2 separate regions of the Mus musculus genome follow, and region 2 is linked to region 1. The links are chromatin contacts, called in public Hi-C maps. All regions are on one chromosome and are shown on one strand. The core of a region is the stretch at or near the end of the contact, and the rest is flanking DNA. Distances in the headings are between cores, read along the strand shown. Region 1 overlaps Prom1 (prominin 1). Region 2 holds the start of Prom1 (prominin 1).

Region 1 (6,176 bases), core at 3,268-5,767:
ACTCTACCAACTAGAATGGCAGAAAACTCACAGGATGGCATTTGATGATTCGTGAACAAACAAGATAGCAGTGTAGGAGGTAGGTGCTAAAATGAAGGGTCGGACAAGATATGAGCCTTGCTCCTTTAGGTGTGCACTGAGACCTGACCTCACATCCAATTTCCTGTTTAGCCAACTCACTTTATCTTTTCATAGTTGAATGATGTCTGGTTTTTTTTTTCTCATTACTATGAGTGAGGCAATCAAAAAAAGTACTCAAGGCCTCCACTCCCTGGAGCCTGTCTACAGTGGAATATGGCAGTGACAAAATCAGCTGAAGAAAAGAGTGAATTCTGTCCCTGAAATCTGCAGAGCTAAAAAGCATCTCCTGACACAGGGATGTGATTGTGTGTGTGCCCTCTGGCCACCTGTCATCATTAGCAGCCACCCACCAGTGTGTGATCCCCTACCCTATTATCTCTGTCATCACTCCTGAATGTCCACCAGAATGAACTTGGTGGCAATCCTGCCATCCTCCCAGCTAGCTGGCTCTCCTCAGCTGCCTGCCTTGCAAGGTACCTGTCTCTTGGTTTAAATGGCCTGATGTACAGACAGCAGCCCTACTGGGTGGACAACCCTGCTAGAGGTGATGATGCCTTGGCAGAGAACACTAAAACTGAAATCAGCTACATCCTTCTAGGAGAGCCTAGTTCCCACTAGGAAAATAGCCATTAATATGATGAGCTTCATAGGCATCAGGGATGAGCTGTCATGGCATCAGGGATGAACTGTTCAAAGCAAAAGCAACTGCTTAGAGTCAATGATCAATTGATAGCAATTAGCTATAGACAATTGCTCATGTATGAATCAGGGTGCAGCTGACACTTGGATACTCTTCATTTCAATATTAAAGTTAAAATGCTAAAAAAAAGGCTAAGTTCATCAGTGTGTGTGTGTGTGTGTGTGTGTGTGTGTGTGTGTGTAGCCTCTTTCTCCTATCCATGAACACCTGCTATTTACTGACTCTTTAGCACTTCCTTGAGAAGTAATATCATTGGCCAACTAAGAAACCAACCCATACACTCTAAATTCTCACATACTTACAGATTTGCTCCCATTTCTCAGCAAACAAAATTATTTAATAATTTAAAGGAGTTTTAAATATTTTCAGAACCACAGGAAGCAATAAACTCAAATCCAGAAAAGAAGATGTATTAAAATGTTTATAGTGCATCAGTTTTAGCTTCAACAACAACAAGAGTTTATAAGTTCTATACAACCTTCCCAATTTTATCAATTAGGTATCAGTCAGGGTCATGAATGAGGTTGTATGATTTCCTTCCTCTTTCTCCTACCCTGCCCTAGAGCAGAACTGATCTTAGGGCCTCACACACCACAGAGATGATACAGACAAAACAAACTGAAACACCATCACAGTGGAATCACCGGGGAAGAACAGAAAGTACCAACAGAGACAGCACTAGCCATTGACCTAAGACGAACAATGACACAGAACAGAGAGCAAGCGCACAGTTTACCTTCAGAGCCAAGACTATGATTTCTGGCTGTAGAAATCAAAGCAGTTGAGGAGTTTGTGTGTAGCAGAGGCAGCATGCATCGAAATAAAACAGAAAAGTCACATGAGTCATTCACCATAACCGAAGTCCACATGGTAAAATAACATGGTGGGGATCCACATGAGAACAGGATAGAGATTCTTGAGTGCATATGGAGAACCAGTATTTCAGAGTCAAGTTCCGCAATTCAAGTTTGGGTTTTTGAAAGGTTCAAAGTCAGCATGATCATCAGTTAGGGAAAAAGCAATCACAGGGCAGTTACAGATGTTAACATGCTTGCTATATGATCTTCATGAAGCAGTAACAAGGGCTGCCTCTAGTCCAAGAATCAAAGACAACTCTTCTAAAGTGCGCCCTCTAGGATGAAATCTGGAAATGTCCTTCCCTTGTTTAACAGCTTCCAATGAAGTTCCACCATTTCTAATGCAAGCTTCCCAGCATGGAGCTTCACTAGCCAATCTGGGCTTCACCTCCTCATTTTTCTTGGCCATTCTAAGTTGGTTGTTGTCGTTCTGGCAAATCATTTTCTCTTTTCCCTCCTCACCCTGACTTCCCAGGTTGCCTCCCTATCATCCATCACTCATCCATGCTCATTCATCACTCATTGGAGGAAACTCAAGTCTTAGAAGAGATGCTGCCTCCTCCAGAAAGTCTAGGCATTGTATGTCTTCTTTCATATGACCCAGTGTCCCTGAACTTGCCGTTAGAGGTATCGTTCTCACTTAGAAGACCTGGCTACCATATTGCCATCTCCTGTTATACCAACTCCAAGACAGCAAGCCCCACATGCAATACTTACCCAAACAAAACTAAGTCAACTGATGTGCTAATGGCATAAAAGCCACAACCTAAGACCAGAGATTCCTCAGCATGGTCCAGAGATGGAGACCAGTCAGTCAGTCAGTCAGTCAGTCAGGAAAATGAACCAAACCATAAGGAGGAAAGGAAAATAAAGCAGCTCTTAGTGCATTTTTCTTTTCTTCTCTCTTTCTTCCTTCATTCTTTCCTTCCTTCCTTCCTTCCTTCCTTCCTTCCTTCCTTCCTTCCTTCCTTCCTTCCTTTTATGTATGTGAGTACACTGTAGTTGTACAGATGGTTGTAAGCCTTCATGTGGTTGTTGGGAATTGAATTTTAGGACCTCTGCTCACTCCGGTCAACCCTGCTCACTCTGGTCAGCCCCCTCGCTCAGTCCTTGCTTGCTTATTATTATATATAAGTACACTGTAGTTGACTTCAACGCACCAGAAGAGGGCATCAGATCTCATTATGGGTAGTTGTAAGCCACCATGTGGTTGCTGGGGTTTGAACTCAGGACCTTTGGAAGAGCAGTCAGTGCTCTTACCCACTGAGCCATTTCTCCACTCATGCTATAGTTGTTTCTAAATGCCCTCTGGAGCAAAATAAACTGAGGTGCCTGTGTCATTCTCCATGTCGCCGTCTTGAAGTTGTCTGGTTTGGACATTTGAAAGTGTGCAAACTGTTTCTTACCTGGGACAGATCCTCAAACCCCTGAAAGAACAATGCTTGTGATTCTAATAATTTTTAACCAAAACACTGAAAATGTTGAGAGTTGGGGACATTTCCGATATACATGTCCACAAGGGTCACCTTGACAATCCTTATTCTGTCTTACTGGGTGAGCCCACAAGCTTGATACCACTCACAACCTTGACTCCCACATCTACCAACCCTGAGGACCTCCCAGTGTAACTAATTTCTGGCTCCTGTTCCCTTACAGTACATGAGTCCAGGTCTGAAGAAGGCCAGGTATCTGTATTTTAAGAGAGCTCTCATGTGAAGATTACAACTGAGTAATTTGGGGAAATCTGTCCTCAGTTGGTATTGTGGCTGGTCATACTGGATTAGAAAGGTCACTGTGATGGTTTGTACATGCTTGACTCAGGGAGTAGTATTATGTGGAGGTGTGGCCTTGTTGGAGTAGGTGTATCATCGTGGGCATGGGTTTTAAGACTCTCGCATCCTAGCTGTCTGGAAGCCAGTATTCTTTCAGCAGCCTTCATATAAAGATGTAGAACTCTCAGCTCCTCCTGCACCCTGCCTGCCTGGATGCTGTCATAGTCCTGCCTTGAGGATAATGGACTGAACTTCTTAACCAGTAAGCTAGCCCCAATTAAATGTTGTCATTTATAAGACTTGCCTTCGTTGTGGTGTCTGTTCACAGCAGTAAAACCCTAACTAAGACGGTCACTCTACTGATAAGCCATAAGAAACATCTAATTCCTTTGTAATTTCTCCAACCCAACAATCAGCCTTGCCTGGTGAATTTGACATGGTACCATAAACACCTCCGTGGACTTGGGTGAGAGAATTTTCACTGCTCTCTTTCTAAATGAGTTGTCACATGGGATAAATTTATGTCTGTGTTACACAGCAGTTACAATCGTGATTCTATACCTTGGTGTCCTATGATTCTCTATTCAGTTGCCTATTATAACCATTTAGGGATCTTCTAAAAATACCAGTAGCCAGCCCTGAAGAACAGTACCAAAGTCTTTAGGGAACATTTATAGTATTGCTACCAATGCCACGCTGAGTCTTGGAGAAGCAGAAAATATCCCTGATGAGGCTTTACAAAAACTAGAAAGGAAATGGCAGCCAGTGACATAACGGTCACTTTGCTATCAGTGCTTCATCATGTTTGGGATGAGCTGATGCTCGTGAAGGTTACAGGCCCAAGCCTATTGCAGACAGTAAAACCCAATAATTCCTGCAGTGTACTGTCTTCTAAGTACCCTCGAAGATCCCTGGGGTGTGCTGCTTTCCTCATGAAAAATGGGATGTGAATTCAGACGAGGGGTGTGCCTTCTCCCTCTGAAGAGGTGTCAAACAGGTCGTTGGGACCACTTCCAGGGCTCCCCCACCACCTTGGAGTCTCCAGACAGGGGTCCAAGTGAGGTGATGTTCCTGTTTCTACCCACACCCTGAAGAACCCTTGCTATCTGGGCTATCGGATTAGTCAGGCGTGCTAATGCTCTTCAGACACATGGAAAGCAACAGGTATTGTATTTCGCCCAGAGATGTGAGCCAATCTGGACGATGCTTTGGTGATATAAAGAAACGAGAGCACTGAAGGCGGATGAGTACTCTTTAGAGTCTTAGGAGGGTAGAGAGCAGGAGGTAATGTGGCTGGCTCCCTCTCCAACAGTCCTACTGTTGGCCCGGCTGCCAGATGAAATGGCTTCCCTCTTTGGCTTTTACAGTCATCCTTCTCCTGTGTCACCTATTACAAACTAAGGTGCTAACGGAGCTGATGATGTTTCTAATTCCAAGGTCTGGACTCATTAGACACTGGGGCAGTGGGCATTCACATTCAGACCTGTGCTGGCCATCTCTTTGTTCCCCTGGACACCATCCTCAGTGCAGAATAGGAAAGAGCGCTATGTCTTACTTACTTCACTGGGAGCTGAGGATATGACAGGCACGTTTCTCTGGTTTTTAACACCCTACATTCAACACGCAAAGATCTATGTGTTGTCAGGGTCTTCCACTCACAACTAACCAATGTCAACGGAACTAAAAGGAGCACATCAGCCGTGCCAGGTGGGCTGGGCAGAGATCAGCAAGCTCCTTTAAAGCTCTCTGAAAACCCTGACCACTCTCCTCCACTCACCTCCTGTTATCCAGCCTGGACCAACTGTTCAACTTTTCCACACCTGACCTCTACTCGCCTGGTCCCCAGCACGCCCAGAGCATCCCGTACCCACCCACCCCTGGTCCTCTCCACTTCTGCCAGAATCAGTACTAGTGATAAGCGCTTCTGCTCAAAGTGACCTCCTCTGTTCCTCAGTGTGCTGCTTCATGCCTATGGATTTTCTTATCACCCTTTGCCCTGGAGCCACAAGGTCCTGCCCCTGCTTGCCATGAACAACCTTGCTTATCTCTGTCATTCCTTTAATTCCAACCAAGTGTGCACTCCTAAGCAGGTGCACTACGAATCCAGCAGTGAGCGAAGATGGGAAGTTGTTGTGTAGCAAACTATTTTCGAAAACAACCTCTCTGTGGCTGGTTTTGGCTTCTAAGGATTCTCAAGCATTTCTGTCTAGAGAGTTTCCCTCCCTTAGCTAAAACAAACTAACAAACAAACAAACAAACAAACAAAATCTAGTATTTCTTTTCAGGAAATTTTAGAATGACACATAACTTGGGTCTCCTCAACAACCAATTTTGAAATTTCTGCTGCCACTAAAATGAGGTTTATAAAACACGACAGCATTCCCTAAAAATCCTCAGTCAAGCCGGGCATGGTGGCGCACGCCTTTAATCCCAGCACTTGGGAGGCAGAGGCAGGCGGATTTCTGAGTTCGAGGCCAGCCTGGTCTATAAAGTGAGTTCCAGGACAGCCAGGGCTACACAGAGAAACCCTGTCTCAAAAAGCCAAAAAAAAAAAAAAAAAAAAAAATCTCCTATTTGCTATTCTTAATAACAAAAACAAAAGCTTACCTCCTTGGAATCAACTGAGATGTCAAAGTTCTTGTTCTGTATGAGTTTTTTGATCAAATCTATAAAGAAAAAAAAAATCACAAAATAGAAAAATTATTTTTTCAGTAAAAGTATACAATACATATGCATCAGGTCTATTAGGTACTTACAAATTACTTC
Region 2 (6,101 bases), core at 576-3,075, 40 kb after region 1:
AAACAAACACTTCACCATAAAAACCATAAGGAAGTGCATAAAAAACTTTATGGAACACTTAAAAAGAAAAAAAAGTAAAATACCTTGCTAAATAGCAAAAATACTGTTTCAAACGGGACCAGGTCTCTGGACCCACTCACTAATCCTGTGACAGTGACAGTTGCTTCACTCTGTGAAGTGGGCTTTTGCATGGGGTTGACGGGTTAACATGCTAACAGGTAAAGAACTCAGCACAGTGTGTGCTGTTCATAAAGTTCTGATGCTCCAGACGAGCCACCGTGAACCTCTTAGGCTCCATGCAGACAGACGCCAGCTCCGTAGTGCTTCAAAGAGGTAAATTCACAAATGAATAAGAAAAATAAGTAGTCCGCCAAGCCGGACTGTATGAATTTGCCAATATTCAATTGGTCAATCAAAAAAGTTCTCACATGGCTCAAAGCAAATTCATTGTTCAAGTTGTTTGGGTCTCTAGTGAGTTAGGGTGGAGGGGTCCACAAAGGACTTTAACCGTTCGCTTGCTTAACAAAGGCCAGCAACCGCCCACAAGAAGCCGAGCAAACCATTCTCCGCCTGGGCATGAGAAAAGTCCACAACTGAACAAGAGAGCAACAGAGCGAGCTCCCGGAGGAAGCAGTAGCTGCAGGAAGCGCCGGTACCTTTGCTCCGCTGCCTTTCCCTACAAGCTGCCGCCAGACCCGGCGCCCTCCTGCCCACCTTCCCCCCTTCTCAGGGGCCTTTCCCGGGCTGCGGAACACAAAAGAACCGACTGCGAGGCGGCGCGCGAAGCTGGGAGCCTCCAGGAATCCGCCGTCGCCTGGGGGAGGGGATCGCCCCTGAGTCCTGTAGTCCGGAGCGCCACCAAGGCATTTCCCCACCCAGTCCTGTTTGAACGCCGGGTTGAGGATTGGAACCTCTCCGACCCATTCTCGGGAACTTAGCTCGAGCCCCGATCCTCCAGCAGCCACGAAGCTCTGCTCAGTCCACATTCCTCTTTGTTGTCCCTGGTCCCCGCATTCTGTCAAGGTATGCCCTGAGCGCTCCTGCTCTCCATCTCTAGGAAAGCTGAAATTCTCGGTGCTGTGTGACCCTAAGGGCTGACTGGAGCCAGGACTTCCAGCCCGGGTGCGTGCGCTTGGCAACGGCCGCAGGGAGGCGGTTTGCCCTTGCACCGGCATCGCCCTCCCGCTGCGGCCAGTAGCACTGTGAGCTGCACATAGGTAGCAGATGGTGGCTGGTGGCCGGGAGTCCCACGTCCTGTCCCCCTCCCCCAGCCTACCCCCCACCTTGGCCTTTCCTGGAGTTTTCCTTACCGCAAAAGAGTTCTCAAGACCCAGACCGAACCTCCTCTCGCCGCCCTTCCCGAAAGCGGGCCGGTGGCCTGAAAGTCTCACCGCCTCCTGCTCTTGTCTCCGGAACCCAGCGACCTCCACCCCTCCACAGGATGGAAGGAGTACCGGAGCGGAGCAATGTGCCGCGGAGAGGAGCCGGCCACCGCCGCGGGAAAAAGTTTGCACGCTCTATAACCAGTCCTCCAGACCCTGGGCTCGCCCACTGGCCGAGACCCACACCACCCTGCAGCCCCTCCAGCTTCGGGAAGACAAACTAGGTTCCCGCCACCTGCTGTGGAGGCAGAGGAAGACGTTGCTCGAGCTTCTCCACTCCTCATCCCTGCCCTGGGTGTTCTAGAAGAGGGGGAGCTCAGCGCCCCGCGCTGGGTCGGCACTCGGAGCAACTCACCTCTCCGGTCCAGCTCTCCTCCGGGTCTCGGAACCCTCCAGCCCCTCGCCTCTAAGCTGGGCTCCTTCCACTTAATTCATGAATTATTTAAGGTCCAGCCCCAGGGCACCACAAGAGTGATTGGGTGAGAGCCCGTCCCACTGCTCCGCCCCGGGTTGGCTAAGGGTGCCTGAGTCAGGACCACGGGACTCCAGGACTCTGGGAACCTGTTGCGTCCTCTAGGGTCTCTGGCAGAGGTTTGGGGATGGAACTAAAGGAACACCGACTCCTTCAGAAACGTACTTACTCAGGGCTGAGCTTAAGGCCAGGTGCCGGGGTCTCCACAAGGCTCGGTAATTTAAAGAGCAGGAGCCTAGGGCTCTGAGTCTGAGCGCACTGATTGGACCTTCTGAGAGGCTACAATGCCCTGGGGACACCCACGGGACAGAGCATTTATTTCCTGCTGAAATCCCTGCTCAGTCCCAGAACACCCTTCTCTATCACCTAATCCTAAATCGCTGCTTGGAAGGCCGCTAGCTCCTAAAATCTCTAACCTCCACACTTTCCTGGCTCTTTAGACACGATACCGGTACTCAGTGCATTTTATTTAAAACAACTAAAAAACAAACAAACAAACAAAAATCATCTAAGGGGGAGAAAAATTGGCTGTAGTGTATCCCTGTGCTATCAGGGACAAACACAACGCTGGTCCTTTTGATCAATTACATTCCTGGATTCAACCAAAAGTGGGTAGAGAATAGACCAAGGAAGAATAGCGCCTCTGGGACATTTTTACCATCAAAGGATGCGTATTAATTGTGTGCGGGTTGTTAGGTAGATGGACGGAGAGATGAAAGAATGGCTGCACAGATGTTGGAAGAATAGGTATGTGGACACATGGCCTTTTAAAAATAGTTTACGTGTATGAATGTTTTGCCTGCATGAATGTATGTGTAGCACTTTACCGTGGAGTTGGTCAAAAGAAGGTGTTGGCTTCCCTGTCACTGGAGTTACAAAGGGTTGTGAGCTGCCATACGGGCTGGGTGCAGGGAATTAAACTCTGCAAAGAGGGAGTGCCTCTGCCAAAACAACCGATGCTTTATACCACTCACCAATCTCCCCAGCCCTGACAAATGAACTTTAATTTAGTAATTTTCTCACCACAAAATATAGCATACACTGAGGATGGGCAGGGGAAGGTGAAATTGAAATTGACCTCTACACGGCGAAGGTGTAGAAAGAGTTCATTCAGAAAGACCACTGAGAAACCACGGAAAACTGAAGCAAGCAGTGTTGGAGTACTAGAGAAGTCTAAGATGGCCAGTTCTCCCCTTTACAGTCTCCTGGGCTCCACAGCTTTCCTGCTCAGAGGCAGACAGGCTACTGAGGATGGTGTTAGCTTGAGACTTGAGTTCTCTCTCCTGGGAGCTCCTAGCTGTCCCCGAGCTGCCTATTTTACCAGCATGGGCACTCATGGCCTTATCACTCTGAATCCAGCTTCTGTGTCTGCAAACCAGCACAGGGCTGGCTACCCGTACTCCTTCTCGTTCCTTGTACATCCACAAAGTTCGGGCAGCGGTGTGATAAGGCTCTACGCCATGTGTTCTAAGCGGATTTTTTATATGAACTTACCAACAAGAGCTTTCTAATATCTTATCAATGATTAACTGTGTGGTGCAGGCTTGCCAGAGGTCACATAGTTACTGAAGCCCCAAAGTTGAACCCAGCTCTGGCCTCCAGAACCCAGAGAATAGGTGAAATAGGTCTCTGACCAGTGCCACATTGAATTGAAATGGATGTCCATTGCTGTGTGATTTTTCCCCCCTGTGGAGATGTGAGCAAATGTCTAATGTTCGCTGACATTAAACTAAATATGCAGCTTTCTAAATCTAGCTTGATGAACAAAATAGTTTCAGGGGATTACTTATAGGAATGTGAGTAGGAGGCTGATTCCATGAGCTCGGGTGACACAAAGGTGACTACATCAATGGAAAAGCCCATCCCTGTAAGGATAACAGTCCATGAAAGAGCTACATTGTACCTGGGTGGTGGTCCCAGCACATGGGAAGCAGAGGCAGGCAGATCTCTTGAGTTTGAGGGCAGCCTGGTCTATTGAGTGCGTTTCAGGACAGCCGGGACTACACAGAGAAACCCTGTTGTCTGGAAAAGACAAAAAATAACAACAACAAATAATAACAACTACTGGAGCCCGATGAACAGCTTGCAAGCAGCTCCACAGAATTCCGGAGCAATTGTGTAATGCTACCCTGAGGCCTTGTGAGTCTTGCAAGTTTCGGAGCTTTGCTGAGCCTCCTGATCCTTGGTTTTTCTGAATCTTACCAAGCTCCCTCCTCCCTGCAGGAAGGGCTGGTTCAAGCCAGAGGAAGTGGCTACACAACCATCTGCCTTCCCATCGCTTAGGACACAGTGCTTCAACAGTTCCTTACATTTCCACATTCTAGCCTAACCCCTATTCTGCCTGAACGATTTTCTATGTTTAACATGAACAAATGAATAAGAACAAAACCCAATGGTAAGATATATCCTGGGTAGCCTTAAGTCAAAGAGAGAGCTAGCTCAGCAGTTACAATCTCCTGCTGCTCTTGCAGAGGGTACAAATTTAGTTCTCAGTACCATGTGGGTGCCTCACAACAGCCTGTAGTACCAGCTCTAGGTCTCCTATACCACCACCTTCTGGTCTTCTCTGGTAACTGCACTCAGGTGCACATACAAACCAATCCACATAATTTAAAATAAAGTTTTTAAATGTAACAAGGGCCATACAGTTTTATAGACGAAGCATTGGGTGGGGATTATAATAGCTCTGTAGAAGAGCATGTGATTAGCATGTCTGAGACTCAGGTTCTAGTACTATACGAAGAGTGGAGGCAGCATGCAGACACAGTGGTATATGCCCATAATTCCAGAACTAGGAAGACCAGGGTATTCAAGGCCAGCATGAATGACAAAAGCAAGAAAGCCTTATTTAGCTATTTCCAGAACACACACAAAAATCAATATTCAATAGTCCTCTTCTTGGTTTTAGGTATTGTAGTCACTAAAACTAAAACAAAACATGTTTGTGAATAATTGTTCTGGCTAACCCGACCATGTCTACCACGAATGAGGGTGTTCTGAAAGGAACAATGTCACTTTACACATTCCCCAGGCAGTGCCGCTCTAGGAACCTTCAAAGAAGGCTAGTGGTCTCCATGGTGAAGCTGACAAAGGGGCCTAACGAAGGCTGTAGTCGCTCACCCTGGAGTCCTTTGCTCTCTGTACACTGGAGTTTACACTGACTTGGGATTGAAGAGGGGTGCTAATTCTCAAGTGCCCTGGGGATAAGGGAATAGCTGCCCATCGAGATAGCAAAGCAGCCGCGGGAGGGACTGGACCATAGAGGCCATGTTCCTCAGATGAAGGGAAGCTGTCAGGCATAGGGCTGGGACAGAAGGGACCTGTTAGGGACATTTGTAATTGATTATAGCTAAACGAATATTTTTTTTAAATAATTAAAACGGTGTTTTGCGTGATTCAAAACATGGCATCATATCTTTCGATTAAGAAAAATGTACTCCTATTAAGACTAAAGCTTGTGTAACAGGGAGCCAGGGAGAGAGGGAGAGGGAAGTGATTAGACAAGAAAAAAAAAGGCAGAAGGAGAGCAGGCCAGCGAATTGCTTCAAGCGAGCCAACATTTTCCTGTAAATATTTTACAGCACGATTTCCTGTTCCTCTTGCTTTTTTCTCTGCCTTACCTCTGGGCTAGGCTGCCAAAAATAACATGCCTGGCTTAATGACCAAAGGGCAATAAAACATATGCACTGTACTTCAGGTGTGATCTGTGTCTGATCCACCAGGCCACCACCTAACTCAAGGGCAGAGGTAGAAAGCTTCCACACAGTGAAAGTAAAGCAGGCTGAGGAGCCAAACGGAGCAAAGCAAAACCTGGGGTACATTTGTGCTTTGTGGGAGCCTACCCTCCAGTCAGCAACTGCTTCAAATAAATCGCAGATCCTTAGAGACGGTTCTTATCTCAAGTGATAGTAATATGCTCTAAAACAAATGTGTGAACTTATTGTTAATAACCAATCAGTGTACCTTTAATATCCAGCGAAGATAATTCGAGCATCAGAAAAGCCAGTTATGCGGTGTGAGAGCATCCAGTCTGCCACCATACTTCACTTGGTGTGGAAAAAGAGGTTTCAAGTAAGTGAGAGGAGAATCGGCTACACGGTAGGCATAAAGCCATCACTCGATTCAAAAGCTGTTAACTGTCACAATCAGCTCAAGGGGCAGCCAGGAACTCAACCTGTGATGAGCAATGGGTTTCCCCTTCCTTTAAAGACTTCCCAGTTTGTGTTTTTCCTCATCAGCTGAAAGTT

The links. Hi-C and Micro-C count contacts between places; a contact is called where the count stands out from the background.
Region 2: a contact with region 1 is called in a Hi-C map of rod photoreceptor, with 4 times the contacts expected there. The contact joins the promoter of Prom1 here to the enhancer-like site in region 1. A contact is called at or near these places in 8 of 39 promoter capture datasets (embryonic stem cells, liver, macrophages and 2 more), 35 of 484 Hi-C or Micro-C datasets (ECoMG myeloid progenitors, the HL-1 cell line, cerebellar granule neurons and 17 more), 6 of 115 datasets of contacts at active chromatin or transcription factors (double positive thymocytes, embryonic stem cells, liver and 2 more) and 3 of 9 other capture datasets (adipose tissue, liver and pancreatic islet).

The regions. Positions count from the first base shown.
Region 1 is chr5:44,057,109-44,063,284 of GRCm38.p6, forward strand. Prom1 (prominin 1) reads right to left here. Exons shown (of 28, transcript NM_001163577.1): 3 at 6,018-6,076; 4 at 1,518-1,544. Among named protein-coding and RNA genes, the nearest start is that of Prom1, 42 kb to the right of the region's middle. Within about 2 kb of position 4,518, at least 3 of the 459 cell types and tissues checked have an H3K27ac peak or open chromatin away from gene starts, as enhancers often do. A contact at or near this core is called in rod photoreceptor, where this site is marked.
Region 2 is chr5:44,099,911-44,106,011 of GRCm38.p6, forward strand. Prom1 (prominin 1) reads right to left here and starts at 1,826. Exons shown (of 28, transcript NM_001163577.1): 1 at 1,738-1,826. It overlaps Gm35900 (a long non-coding RNA gene), which reads right to left. Exons shown (of 5, transcript XR_003955914.1): 5 at 4,774-6,101.